Linked DNA regions of Danio rerio: region 1 is linked to region 2. A link is a contact called in public HiChIP or PLAC-seq data. All regions are on one chromosome and are shown on one strand. The core of a region is the stretch at or near the end of the contact, and the rest is flanking DNA. Distances in the headings are between cores, read along the strand shown. Region 1 holds the start of irf2bp1 (interferon regulatory factor 2 binding protein 1). Region 2 holds the start of si:ch211-14c7.2.

Region 1 (6,438 bases), core at 2,627-5,126, 160 kb before region 2:
TTACATTACTGCACTTGACTTGATTTAACTTGAGTCGGCTCATTAATATCTGCAGCAAGTTGTTTTACAATTTTAGGTTAACTTTTTTCCAGTAACCTTTATGAATTTCTTTCTTCAACTAAACACAAAAGAAGATATTCTGTTGGAAGAAAGAAAGCTGGAAATCTGTAACCATTGACTTCATTAGTATTTGTATTTCCAACTCAATCTCACAGCAATTCGTAACTTTTTAATTTAGTGGCTAATTTAGTACGATTTGCTCATCCCCCAAAGACGATTGGGGTTAGGGGTGGGGTTGGAAGCCATGCCTCTTTTTTAAAATTGTATATTTTCGTACGACTGAACTCTGAGGAATTAGCCACTAAACTGACAAAACGTTAAATACTTACAATTCCTCGTAAGATCAGGCTGGTTTTTCTTATAGAAAGTCCACGGTTACAGGTTTTCAGCTTTTTTTTTTCAAAATATTTTCAACACTCGTAAAGGGTTTAAACCACCTGAGAATAAATACTAAGAAAATTTTCATTTTTAGCTAAACTCTCCCTTTAATGTTATATATTAGGGACCGAGCACCCTATTGGAATTGCTCGGTTTAATATTATTGTTACTTTTATTCGCTGGAATGAATCGTGATTTTGAGGGACTAAACATGCCCAAAAACTCAAAACTTTGCGCACGCCCCAGAAGTGCCGAAAATTTACGTTAGTTTTAGGTTTCGGAAGTGGGTGTGGTATAATGACTCAACAGCGCCACCTATGTGTTTTTGACTGGCCCCCGAGCTATGACATACGCACACATATGAAAATTGGCACACACATCAAACATGCCAATACAAAAAAGTCTCTTAAAGCAAAATCTCAAATCCAACAGGAATTCAGATATTTTTAAGTTCCTGTGCCAAAAAAGTGCAGTTTTGCCATTTCCAGGGGTTGTATTTTAACAGACTCCTCCTAGTGATTTTATTGTTATCATTATTAATATTTACATCATCATTACCGTATATGCAAATAATTTATTAATAATATTATTAAATTTAAAATTATTAAAAAGGTTCTATGATGTACTAACAAATTGGTAAAACCTATGGTTAGAAGGAAAGTTGGCAAGTATTAAGATGTAAAATGACAAAAGTATTTTTAAAATATCATAAAAAATGATTATATGCCTGACAAGATTAAACATTTCCCAAATGATGTTTATCAAAGCAAAGAAATTTTCACAGTATGTCTGATCATATTTTTTTCTTCTGGAGAATGTCTTATTTGTTTCATTTTGGCTAAAATAAAAACTGTTTTTATTTAAAAAAAAAAAAAAAAAAACATTTTAAGGTCAAAATTATTAGCCCCTTTAAGCTATATTTTTTTAGATAGTCTACAGAATACCCATCGATATACAATAACCTGCCTAGTTAACCTAATTACCCTGGTTAAGCTAAATGTCACTTTAAGCTGTAATGAAGTGTCTTGAAAAATATCTAGTAAAATATTGTTTACTGTCATCATGACAAAGATAAAATAAATCAGTTATTAGAAATGAGTTATTAAAACTATAATGTTTAGAAATGTGCTGAAAAAGTGTTCTTTCCTTTAAACAGAAATTGGGGAGAGAAATAATAATTCAGAAAGTTTAATAATTCAGACATCAACTGTATATATGTATTATTATTAGGCTGGCTTGAGAAACAATCTATCTATCTATCTATCTATCTATCTATCTATCTATCTATCTATCTATCTATCTATCTATCTATCTATCTATCTATCTATCTATCTATCTATCTATCCTTTTCAAACTGCTTCTATCTATCTATCTATCTCTCTCTGTCTGTCTGTCTGTCTGTCTGTCTGTCTGTCTGTCTGTCTGTCTGTCTGTCTGTCTGTCTGTCTGTCTGTCTGTCTGTCTGTCTATCTGTCTGTCTGTCTGTCTATCTATCTATCTATCTATCTATAAACTGTTTTAATCTATCTATCTATCTATCTATCTATCTATCTATCTATCTATCAACTTTTCATCTTTTCATACTTTTTAAAACTGTTTAAACTAAACAAACTATTTCCAACAGACTTTCTCAAGCCAGCCTAAAGTTTGTCTCGACGAACTTTAATAATCTAGTTATTATTATTATTATTATTTGATGCTCATTCCTGCACTGAAAACATGGTGATGGTTATTATGGCTGAATTTAAACAAACAAATTAAGTTAAACATTACTAAATTTAATGTTTAAAATCAGCCCATATAAATTGCAAAAAGAAAAAAAAGTTAAATCCAATTATCCATTATTTCCCAGTGTGTAATGTGCTTGATTTTTTTGTATTTATGACTGTCTGAAATTTGACACCAAAATATTTTGTGTAACTTGTATGACAGTAAAGCAGATTTTTAGATCTGGGCCTGAAATCTGGTTGTTTTGAAACTGAAAAGTTATGAAGACTCCAGACTCGGGCCAGTGTTGTGCTCCACAAGTTTGTCAGACTTGAAATCAACGCTTTTTCTTTCTGTGGAAGGTTTCAGATAGCGGTGAACCTCTCCATGGAATGTTACGCTCTGACTTTTGGCATTAACTCTTTTGTTGCTCTAACTCTTCAAACAATACTTACTGCCATCGTGGTGGACAATACAGCTCTGGGACTGGACATTGCAACACAGGTACACCTCACCACACCGGCATATGAAACAACAGAAGACATTTGCTTTTGAACATTTAAAACTGTTTACATGTGCTTGTTAATATTAGATCTATATCAGGCTTTGGAGAATGCAGATCTCTCTATGTCTCTCTCTGTGTGTGTAATCCATTTAATGAGTTACATTATATTTCATTTTCTCCCTCTAGTTTCTTGTATATGGAGGATACTACAGCATAATCTCTGTACTGTTCCTCATCCAGGGGCTTTACACTGTTTGTAAGCATTTCTGCACGTCTACAGTTACAAACACAGAGGCGCTTACTGTCATCATGGAGGATCAACGGAAATCAGACACAAGTGGAAAACAGGAAACACAATCATCATCATCATCATCATCACTACAAAACAAAGAACAATCCGCGCTACAGGCTTACACTGAAACTGCGCTGTAGTAGGTTGTTGTATGTTGCATGATATATGTATGATTATTATTTATTCATTCAGTAAAACTACTCAAACTCATTCGTTGTTTCCTGTTTAAATCAGCATATTTTCACCAATCGATGAAATAAAACAATAAGATTGCTGCCTGTAAAATTGTTAACATGCTAACGTCGTGTCTAAGGAGTAAAATGGCATGTGTGCGTCGTTCTTATGAACAGAATCAAAAAGCGAAACCGCTAACCAGGACGTCATTTGGACTGGAATATAACACCGGAAGTTTTTGTAACAGGGCGCTAGGAATAGCGGAAGTGGCGTCGACTGTTTGCAATCTGGGATTTGCAGTCGAACAGCTTTGTTTGCAGTAACATTACAAGTGTTCAAATGTATCTACATTACCGGGCTGCTTTTGTTTAGCATGACTATGCTGTGATCATTACAGTTATGTTTTCATAAGCCAACATCACAGTGCAATATAAAACAATACAGATGTTGTTTAATCTTTTAAAATACGTTGTATGAATGAATGCTGAAGTAGACGCATACTATTTATGTCCCTCGGTTAATAAAATAAGCATATAGGCCAGAGGAAGTGCAGAGGTGTTGTAATGTATATTACCTTTCTATAATAAATATTTGGAGATTTTATTTTCGCATAAAGAATCGAGTTTTTTTAGGCAAAAGCGCTACGAAGGAAGAGCGCGATCAGCGGCTGAAAACTACATCTCCCATGATTCCGCGGCGCAGAGTTGCGTAACTTTTGGAACGTCTTCCAGGAGAAACTCTGCGGCCCAGACGATTTGGCTGAAACATCAAACACCTCGATCCTGAATGACACAAAATCCCACAGAGTGGCATATACTCGTCCGTAACAAGGGAATAATCGACCGCGAACACTCGGAGGCTGGCTGTGAACGAGATTCAGGGTGGATTTGAGAACGCAAGATCGCGAGGGCCTATCAAATATGTCCTCTTCCTCGCAGGCATCTTCCAGGCGGCAGTGGTGCTACCTCTGCGACCTGCCGAAGATGCCGTGGGCCATGATCTGGGACTTTAGCGAGGCGGTGTGCAGAGGCTGCGTCAACTACGAGGGCGCGGACCGGATAGAGCTGCTCATCGACACCGCGCGGCAGCTCAAGCGGACACATGTGATGCAGGACGGCAGGTCTCCGGGTCCGCAGCCCGGCGGTAAACACGGTCCTGCGGGTAAGGAGGGTCCTATGGAGGCCGGCAGACCGCCCTCCGAGCGATACGAACGGGGAAGGGGCGAGTATGTGTCCGCCAGGCTGCCCAACGGGCTGCCCAGATTAGAAGACGGAGGTCCGCCTGAGGTTAGTAGGCAGAGCCCTACTGCGAGGAGGACTTTGGTGGGGGCTGTGCCACCCAATTTGATGGCCCAAGGGCTCGTGGGAGCACCTCACGGCCTGCTGACCGCAATGCCCCTTAATCCCCGAGCTGGCAGTGCCGCCTTGACCATTCCTGCCCCCATGCTGAATGAAATCAGCAAAAGACAGGCCCTGAGCATGGGGTTGAGTGTGGGTGTGCCGTCTTTCATGGCCCCCGAGTTCGAAAAGGAGTTCAAGGAGAAGCAGAGGAATGCTGAAGCCCTGGCAGAGCTCTCTGAAAGCGTGCGCAACCGGGCAGACGACTGGGCAGGACGCCCTAAACCCATGCGGGATGCCCTGCACACCCTATCTGGCTGCACCCCGTTCAATGTCCGCTTCAAGAAGGACCACGGCCTGGTGGGAAGGGTTTTCGCGTTTGACGCCAAGCTGATGGTGGAGTTTGAGCTGAAGATCTTCATCGAGTACCCGTGCGGCTCTGGTAATGTGTTTCCCAGCATACTGGCACTGGTCAAGCATATGTTCCACGACTCTCAGAAAGACACCGGCAAGGTCATTAATTCAGGCTACAAGTATGTTGAGTATGAAAAAAGGCATGGCACCGGTGACTGGCGCCTCTTGTCAGAGCTCCTCAGCGATGCAGTGCGGGCATTCAAAGAAATGCCAGCCCCAGATGCCCTCCCACAGCCGTACCTGGATGCCAGCTGCTCCATGCTGCCCACTGCTCTCTGCCACATCGGCCGCCCAACACAACCCAGAGTACGCAGACGCAAAGCATCACCTGACCCAGACGGCGCAGAGAGGATGAGCTCTGAGGAGCTGCGGCAGCACTGGCCGCTCAGTGCGTATCCTGGCATTCCCGGGCACATGCCAGCCACCTCACTAGCCAGCGCAGGACAGGCTCCAGAGGGCCACGGTAGTGACCCGTCACCCATCACAGCGCTCATGAGTGTGGCTGACAATGTTGGCACTGCCTCCTCGAAAGATGGTCCAGGCAGCAGCGGGCACTCTGCCAATGCAGGCCGGCAGAACAGCACCAGTCCTTCACCTGGTGGTGGTCAGCGGAGACTGGCGTCCCGAAATGGAGAACCGTCTGCTGGCAGCAGCACAGGAGGCCCGGCCACCGTCACTGACCAGAGTGCAGTTATGGGGGGTGAGGGTTCAGCTGGCGGTGGCGGTGCCCCTCTGTGCTGCACCATATGCCAGGAGCGTCTGGAGGACACCCACTTCGTCCAGTGTCCATCAGTGGCCGGGCATAAGTTCTGCTTCCCCTGCACCCGGGACTTCATCCGCAGACAGGGCCCAGGGAGTGAGGTGTACTGCCCCAGTGGAGAGAAGTGCCCTCTCGTGGGCTCCAACGTGCCGTGGGCCTTCATGCAGGGCGAGATCTCCACAATCCTGGCCGGTGATGTGAAGGTGAAGAAGGAAAGAGACCCCTAACGCCACCAGCAGGTTTGACTCCATGGCTTTATCCCTAAAGCATGCATGAAATTGAATGGGGGAACATTTATTTTCCAATTTAAAGTCTTGTTTTGAACTACAAATTAATTTGTTCCACAACACTGATGATGATAAATGTAGCAGCAAGTCCTAGATTTACATTCAACATTTAATCCAAAGTGAAATGACGACATTAAAAACAATCAAAATGACGAGACATGCAAATAATTAGACAACTTCTAGTTAGTTTAGATATAAAAGAGAAAGAAGAGAGAGATAAAGAAAGATATTTTAGTTTGTTTTGAGTTTAAAAGTGTAAATAAAATGGAAATGCACAACTGAAAGGAGATTGCTAGTGTTAGAAGATCAAGGTAAAAAGTAAAGCGAGTTTAATAAAAATATAAAGTAGCTTAAAATAGCAAACGAGAGGAAATAGATAAAAGTGCTGCTATTATAAAGGCAGAGCAGTGTTTAATGCCAACTAAACAGTAGAAGATTAAACAATAGAAAAGTTAAGCGTTCAAATTGATATAGAGTTGAAAGTGAAAACAGAGTGTTAATGTTGGTCAAATGTCACCAAAAAA
Region 2 (6,592 bases), core at 1,885-4,384:
CAGGAAATGTCCTCGGAGCATACGACAAGCAAAACAGAGGGAACTCGTACTGTAGTGACTAAGATGACAAAGTATACAGAAACAAAAACTAGCAGCTCCAAACAATAAGCATCTCAGTTACTGAATAGGTAGGGAAATATATTGGCTCAAATATATTTTTGCAAAAATGATTTGTTCTATTAGGCCAGGGGTGTCCAAACTTGGTCCTGGGGGGCCGGTGTCCTGCAAAGTTTAGTTTCAACCTCAATTAGACACCTGAATCAGCTAATCAAGCTCTTAGTAGGTATACTAGAAACTCCCAGGCAGGTGTGTTGAAGCAAGTTGGAACTAAACTATGCAGGACACCCGCCCTCCAGGACCCTGATTTAGGCAAACACAGCAAATATGTAGTTACAAACAGTATTATTTATTTATTGTAGACCTTATTTTCATGTTTTGCCACTCTGTATGACACTTCGAACTGATATATTTGTAAAGATCTGTCTCAGATCACACATGTACACATGCATTACACATGCCCAGACCCAAAGATATTTAAAGACATTGAATTTATTTTGGTTTTTGCGTTTCTTGTGCAATCCTGGCACCGTATGCCATTTATATTGAAGAGTTTTAAAGCATTTTGAAAATATTATATTGCTTTTTTTTGATGCCTGGTTTGTTTCTGTGGTTTTTGGGTGTTGTTATGGAATTGTGTTTATTTTAGATATTATTACAAATATATGTACTATTTTTACATATTTATATGCACGATCTGTACAGAAAAGACACACAAAAAAGCTTGTGATGTTGAGTACTTTTGTGATGCACATTTTTGTGACTTTTAAATACATTAAAAAAAATACAACGATTTCTCCCTTTACATTTCTTGTGAAAAGCTGTACCAGACAGCATTTCTATTCACAGGGAAGGCTCTGAATTGAAAACTTTGAGTGTGATTTTTTTTTCTTGTATTTTATTTTTTAAACTTAAACCTATTTGTTGTTTTGGTTGTAGAAGTAGCCTAAACGTCAGCTGTTTTATATGTATATTTAAGGTTTCAGTACTGAACTGCATGTTTGTAATGTGTTGCTTTTCTGAAACCGTCATTTTGAGGATGCTTATCTCTATCTAATGCAAAAATAGAACACTTAAATAAAACGTTAACATTATAATCAGTTGTAGCTTATTTTTCCTGATCCTTTTCCTTATTCATTTGCACATAATTCCACTAGTGTGGCATCGCTAACGATAAACAGTCCATTCCAGGGATACAGCAGGCATAACAATGAACACTACTCAACATTGCAACATACAGTAATACTGAACACACACAAAATGTTTTGTGACTAATAAAAATAACATCCAGATGAAAAAACAGTGGAAATTCTGACTTCAAAAATAGTGCAGCTTAGTGCGGCTTAGTCCCTTTACTCATCAGGGGTCGCCATAGCGGGATGAACCACCAACTTATCCAGCATTTGTTTTACACAGCGGACGCCCTTCCAGTTGCCCTGTCCACTCATTGACACCCATACACCACTGCCAGTTTGGTACATTTAATTCATCTATAGCACATCTCTTTGGATTGTGGGGGAAACGAGAGCACCTGTTTTCATTATTATACCTTTAAAAATAAAACTCTTGTTGTAGCAACACAATGTACTGTGATATAGGTGACATATCAAAGATTATCATTTGTAGTGATAATTTGGGTGACACAGTGGTTAACACTGTCGCCTCACAGCAACAACATCACTGGTTCAAGCCCCGGCTTGGCCATGTGGTGTTTCTGTGTGGAGTTTGCATGTTCTCACGTTTTGACGTGGGTTTTCTTCGGGTGCTCCAGTTTCCCCCACAAATCCAAAGTTATAACTGACACATGAACAAATAGTCATAATATTTAGACTTTTTTGGAACTGAAATGTTTATTATCCTTCTATCAAGATCCATTTTCATGCCATATAGATGTTTTTATGAATGTATTATGTGTTATATTGATATATCAGGCCTTTTGGTAACTTTTATTTGCTCAAATTAGTTTTAGTTACAAAAAAAAATGTTTTACCCATAACGTTTTGATAAAATAGAACATTTTAGGATGATTGTCTTGGTTTATTTTTTACCCTAAAGATTTTAAAATCTTTTTTATTTCAGATTGAGAGGTGTAATAGCAGTTTCAGACAATTGTTAATGCAAAGACAGACCTTACACCTCGCATATGAGAAGTGATTGCATTTTTATTTTCTTTTGCGCTTTAGGACTTCCATATCTATCTATCAAATGTACAAAAAATACAAAAGCAAGGGACGTCAAGGTGCTATAATCATTTAGTGAGGAAATTAAAATTGAGAAGAAATTTGGGTTGGGATGAGATGTAATTCTTTGTGATTTAACAGGCTTAGTGTAATTATACTTTTACTACTTCATATTATTTCAGTTGTGTTCAGAATTGTGAATGTATTTGTCTGAATCATGTTGACGAGGAAAAAATATCTTTAATATATTGATGCAAAATTTTAGCACTATCACTTTGTTGTTATAACATAGCCTAGTTGGATTGGCGGTGGTGGTGGTGGTGGAACCTGCATACCCCTCAGTAAATGTGTAGTTGTGCTCCTGGGTGTTTCCCAATGTTGAGTTGCGGCTGGAAGGGCATCCACTGCGTAAAACATATGCTGGATTAGTTGGCAGTTCATTCCGCTGTGGTGACCCCTGATTAATAAAGGGACTGAGCTGAAATGAAAATGAATGAATGGATAAATGAATGAAAATAAACATGTTCACCTAAATTTTGACATTTTCCTCTCAAAAAGTGACTTAAAACCTCACCACAAAGTCTGTCAATTGGAAGCAGACAACAAAACGGGACGTCTCGTTTCAAAACTTTCATTTTAAGTTGCCATTACGCGCGTAAAAGAAAGAAGTCTACCAAAAGAGACGGTGCACAAGGGATTCAAAAGGGTGAAGACACAAGGTGACCTACTGTACCCACCAGAACTGACTGAAGATGTAAATGAAGATGCTATAATGAGGTAATGTTGGCGCGTGTGCGTGTCGTGCTCGTGCGTAAACGTGGACGCACCGGCAGCGTGCGCGCTATTGGTCAGCTGAGCGCACGCGCGGGATTGCGGAGGATCTGCGTTGCATCGCCAGTAAAAGCAGCCTGCGCTATGGGGAGACACGGAGGTGTAGCGTGACGTTCAGCACACAGGATGAACATGGGATTTAATAGGCTTCACTAAAATTCGTAGGTCTGTATTCGGATATGCTGCCTTAAACGTAGCGGTGTAATGGATATCTTAATTTCCGCGCAGTCTAAAATCCTCATGAAGGTTAAAGGCAAAATCCTTCAGCCCAGAAGCATCTTCACAACGTACGACAGCTGGAATTGTGTGATTCGTGACATCGCTTTCGGCACGAGGAAAATGACTGGCACACTGTAAAGGTAAGCGGGCACAAAGAAAGACAGACCCCGGGTATTTGTTATTTAAAATGTAGGGGTATAATCTGGTATTAAAACGCGAAAAGGAGCGATGCGGATAATTCCCCCTCCTCGAGGATGCTTCATGTAAGGATTCATCTGTGTGGGCAAGTGTTAGTTAATGATAGACTCCCCCGATTTGGTGCAAGTGATGCGATCACGTATTGTGTGTGTGTAGACTACGTAATACAGCATCCTCTGTATGATCATCATGACATAGTTTGTGACAGGCGAACAAAATCTGAGGGAAATATAGATTATATCGTATACAATGTATGATTGCTTAAAGTAATAATTGTTCTAATATTGAATATAATCCATTTTAAACAAAGAATTTGTGTAGATGTGTACTAAACATTTTAAATTAAACTGTTACAAAATAAAATATAAAAATTATTTTATTAAATTAAATGGATATTTTATGACATGACAATATCATTTAATTATAGCTGCAATAACTAAAAATAAAATATACTATATATATATATATATATATATATATATATACACACACACACACAGAGTTGAAGTTAGGATTATTAGCCCCCCTGAAAAAATATTATCAGACATACTGTGAAAATGTCCTTGCTCTGTTAAACATCATTTGGGAAATATTAGAAAGACAAAAAAATCAAAGGGGCTAATAATTCTGACTTCAACTGTATATACAGTTGAATTATAGCCCTCCTTTATTTTTATTTAAATTATTTCAAGTATTTCCTAAATGATGTTTAACAAAGCTAGGACATTTTCAAAGTATGTCTAATAAGATTTTTTCTTCTGGAGAAAGTCTAATTTGTTTTTTTTCGGCTTGAATAAAATCAGTTTTTGATTTTTTTTTGATCTATTTTAGGGACAAAATTATTAGCCCCTTTAAGCTTTTTTTTTTTTTTTTTGACCATCATTATACAATAACTTGCCTAATTACCCTATCCTGCCTAGTTAACCTAATTAACCGAGTTGAGCCTTTAAATGTCACTTTAAGCTGTATAGAAGTGTCTTGAAAAATATCTAGTAGTCATTAGAGATGAGTTATTAAAACTATTATTTTTAGAAATGTGCTGAAAAAATCTCTCCGTTAAACAGAAATTGGGGAAAAAATAAACGTGTGTGTGTGTGTGTGTGTGTGTGTGTGTGTGTGTGTAATAAAAAAAAATATACATCAATAGTTTAGGATCAGTTTTTCTTTCTTCATGGTTTTTATTTTAAGAAAACTTATCTGTTCATCAAGGCGGCATTTATTAAATGTAAAAAAAATGTAACTGTTAAATATTTAATAAAATTTTAAATAACTGCTTTCTTATTGTTTGTAGTTTTAAATGAAATTAGTACTCCATTATTTTCTTATTACTATCATTAATAATAATAATAATAATAATTAATATTAGAGTGATTTCTGAAGGATCATGTGACTGACAGTACCTGGTAGTGTATGTGTACATACCATACCATTAGTTAATTTATTAATCCACTATTTACCATAGATGCATAATGAGCTATATATTTTACAGCATTAATTATTAACTAATTAATTAATTAATTAATCATTACAAGTTAATAAAAAATCATTTTAGTAAAAGCAACTTTTGCTCTTTAATAATGCATTAATAGCAATTGATATTAAGTAAGATTGATGCATCTAGTCGAAATTATTTGCTATAACCATAACCAATACTGTCAAATTGAAGCAATACAGAAACAGTTTGTTACATATTTCATATATATATATATATATATATATATATATAATATATACAGTTGAAGTCAGAATTATTAGCCCCCTTTAGATTTTTATTTTCTTTTTTAAATATTTCCCAAACAATTTTTTAACAGAGCAATGAAATTTTCACAGTATGTCTGATAATATGTTTTCTTCTGGAGAAAGTCTTATTTGTTTTATTTCGGCTTGAATAAAAGCAGTTATTAATTTTTTTAAAAACATTTTTGGGACAAAATTATTAGCCCTTTAAGCAAATTTTTTTTTTAGATAATCTACAGAACAAACCATCATTATACAATAACTTGACTAATTAACCTAACTTGCCTAGTTCACCTAATTAACCCAGTTAAGCCTTTAAATGTCACTTTAATCTGTGTAGAAGTGTCTTGAAAAATATCTAATAAAACATTATTTACTGTCATCATGGAAAAGATAAAATAAATGAGTTATTAGAAATAAGTTTTTAAAACTATTATGCTTAGAAATGTGCTGAAAAAAATCTGCTCTCCATTAAACAGAAATTGGGGGAAAAAATTAACAGGGGAGCTAATAATTTAGGGGGGCTAATAATTCTGACTTCAACTGTATTTCAATACAGTATATCATGTCCTCTTGCCATTCCAAACAGTTCATCTTTGGAACGCAAATGAACATAATTTTAATCCTGTCTCTTCACTTCTATAGTCTTTGGAACAATTGGAAATATCAGAGTTTTGAACACACACTTGTCCCTTGTGTAGTTTTAAATGAGGAAAAGTGTAACGATCAATATGGCGAATGAAGCCCCGTCTTCTGCTACAGGAGCCAATAAGTGATCATTGTAGACTGATGATTCTCCGGGGAAGAGTTTGGAATAGATAGGACACTATACTGTCAGTGAGCACCATCTTTCGGATAAGTAATTTATTAACCGATTTTCGGTTAAATCGAGGTCCTGAATCTCTGTGGTCATTAAAAATCCTGTGGCACTTCCCAAAACAGAAAAGAAATTGGGGGAAAAAATAAGCAGGGGCGCTAATAATTCAGGGGGGCTAATAATTCTGACTTCAACTGTGTGTGTGTGTGTGTGTGTGCGTGTGTGTGTGTGTGTGTGTGTGTGTATGTATGTATATATATATATATATATATATATATATATATATATATATATATATATATATATATATATATATATATATTTATTTATTTATTTATTTATTTATAGTGTAATTTAAAAATGTTTTGCTTCTCTTGATTTTTCCTAGTTTTTAAATTTCTATTTAACTTTTTCCTATAACATATAAATGTGGTCGTACTAGTTTTTAGACCGTTATCGTAAGTTATTTTGTTAGATAAGCTCCAGATTTGGCTTCAGGACTGTCTAATCTAATGTATATGCACACATATATAGTTATAATATATCCTATTAA

What was found. HiChIP or PLAC-seq counts read pairs in DNA pulled down with a chosen protein or histone mark.
Region 1: an H3K4me3 HiChIP or PLAC-seq map of gastrula embryo shows a contact between it and region 2, with 2.6 times the contacts expected there. The contact joins the promoter of irf2bp1 here to the promoter of si:ch211-14c7.2 in region 2. A contact is called at or near these places in 1 of 18 Hi-C or Micro-C datasets (an unstated tissue) and 2 of 4 datasets of contacts at active chromatin or transcription factors (embryo and gastrula embryo).

What each region holds. Positions count from the first base shown.
Region 1 is chr18:49,369,223-49,375,660 of GRCz12tu, reverse strand. It overlaps irf2bp1 (interferon regulatory factor 2 binding protein 1), which reads left to right and starts at 3,876. Exons shown (of 2, transcript NM_001044354.2): 1 at 3,876-5,866. The coding sequence starts at 4,037. The coding sequence ends at 5,854. slc19a3b (solute carrier family 19 member 3b) reads left to right here. Exons shown (of 5, transcript NM_001044707.1): 4 at 2,508-2,649; 5 at 2,891-3,082. The coding sequence ends at 3,082.
Region 2 is chr18:49,206,317-49,212,908 of GRCz12tu, reverse strand. It overlaps si:ch211-14c7.2, which reads left to right and starts at 3,134. Exons shown (of 6, transcript XM_001920354.7): 1 at 3,134-3,427. It overlaps prx (periaxin), which reads left to right. Exons shown (of 8, transcript XM_068214972.2): 8 at 1-1,157. The coding sequence ends at 108.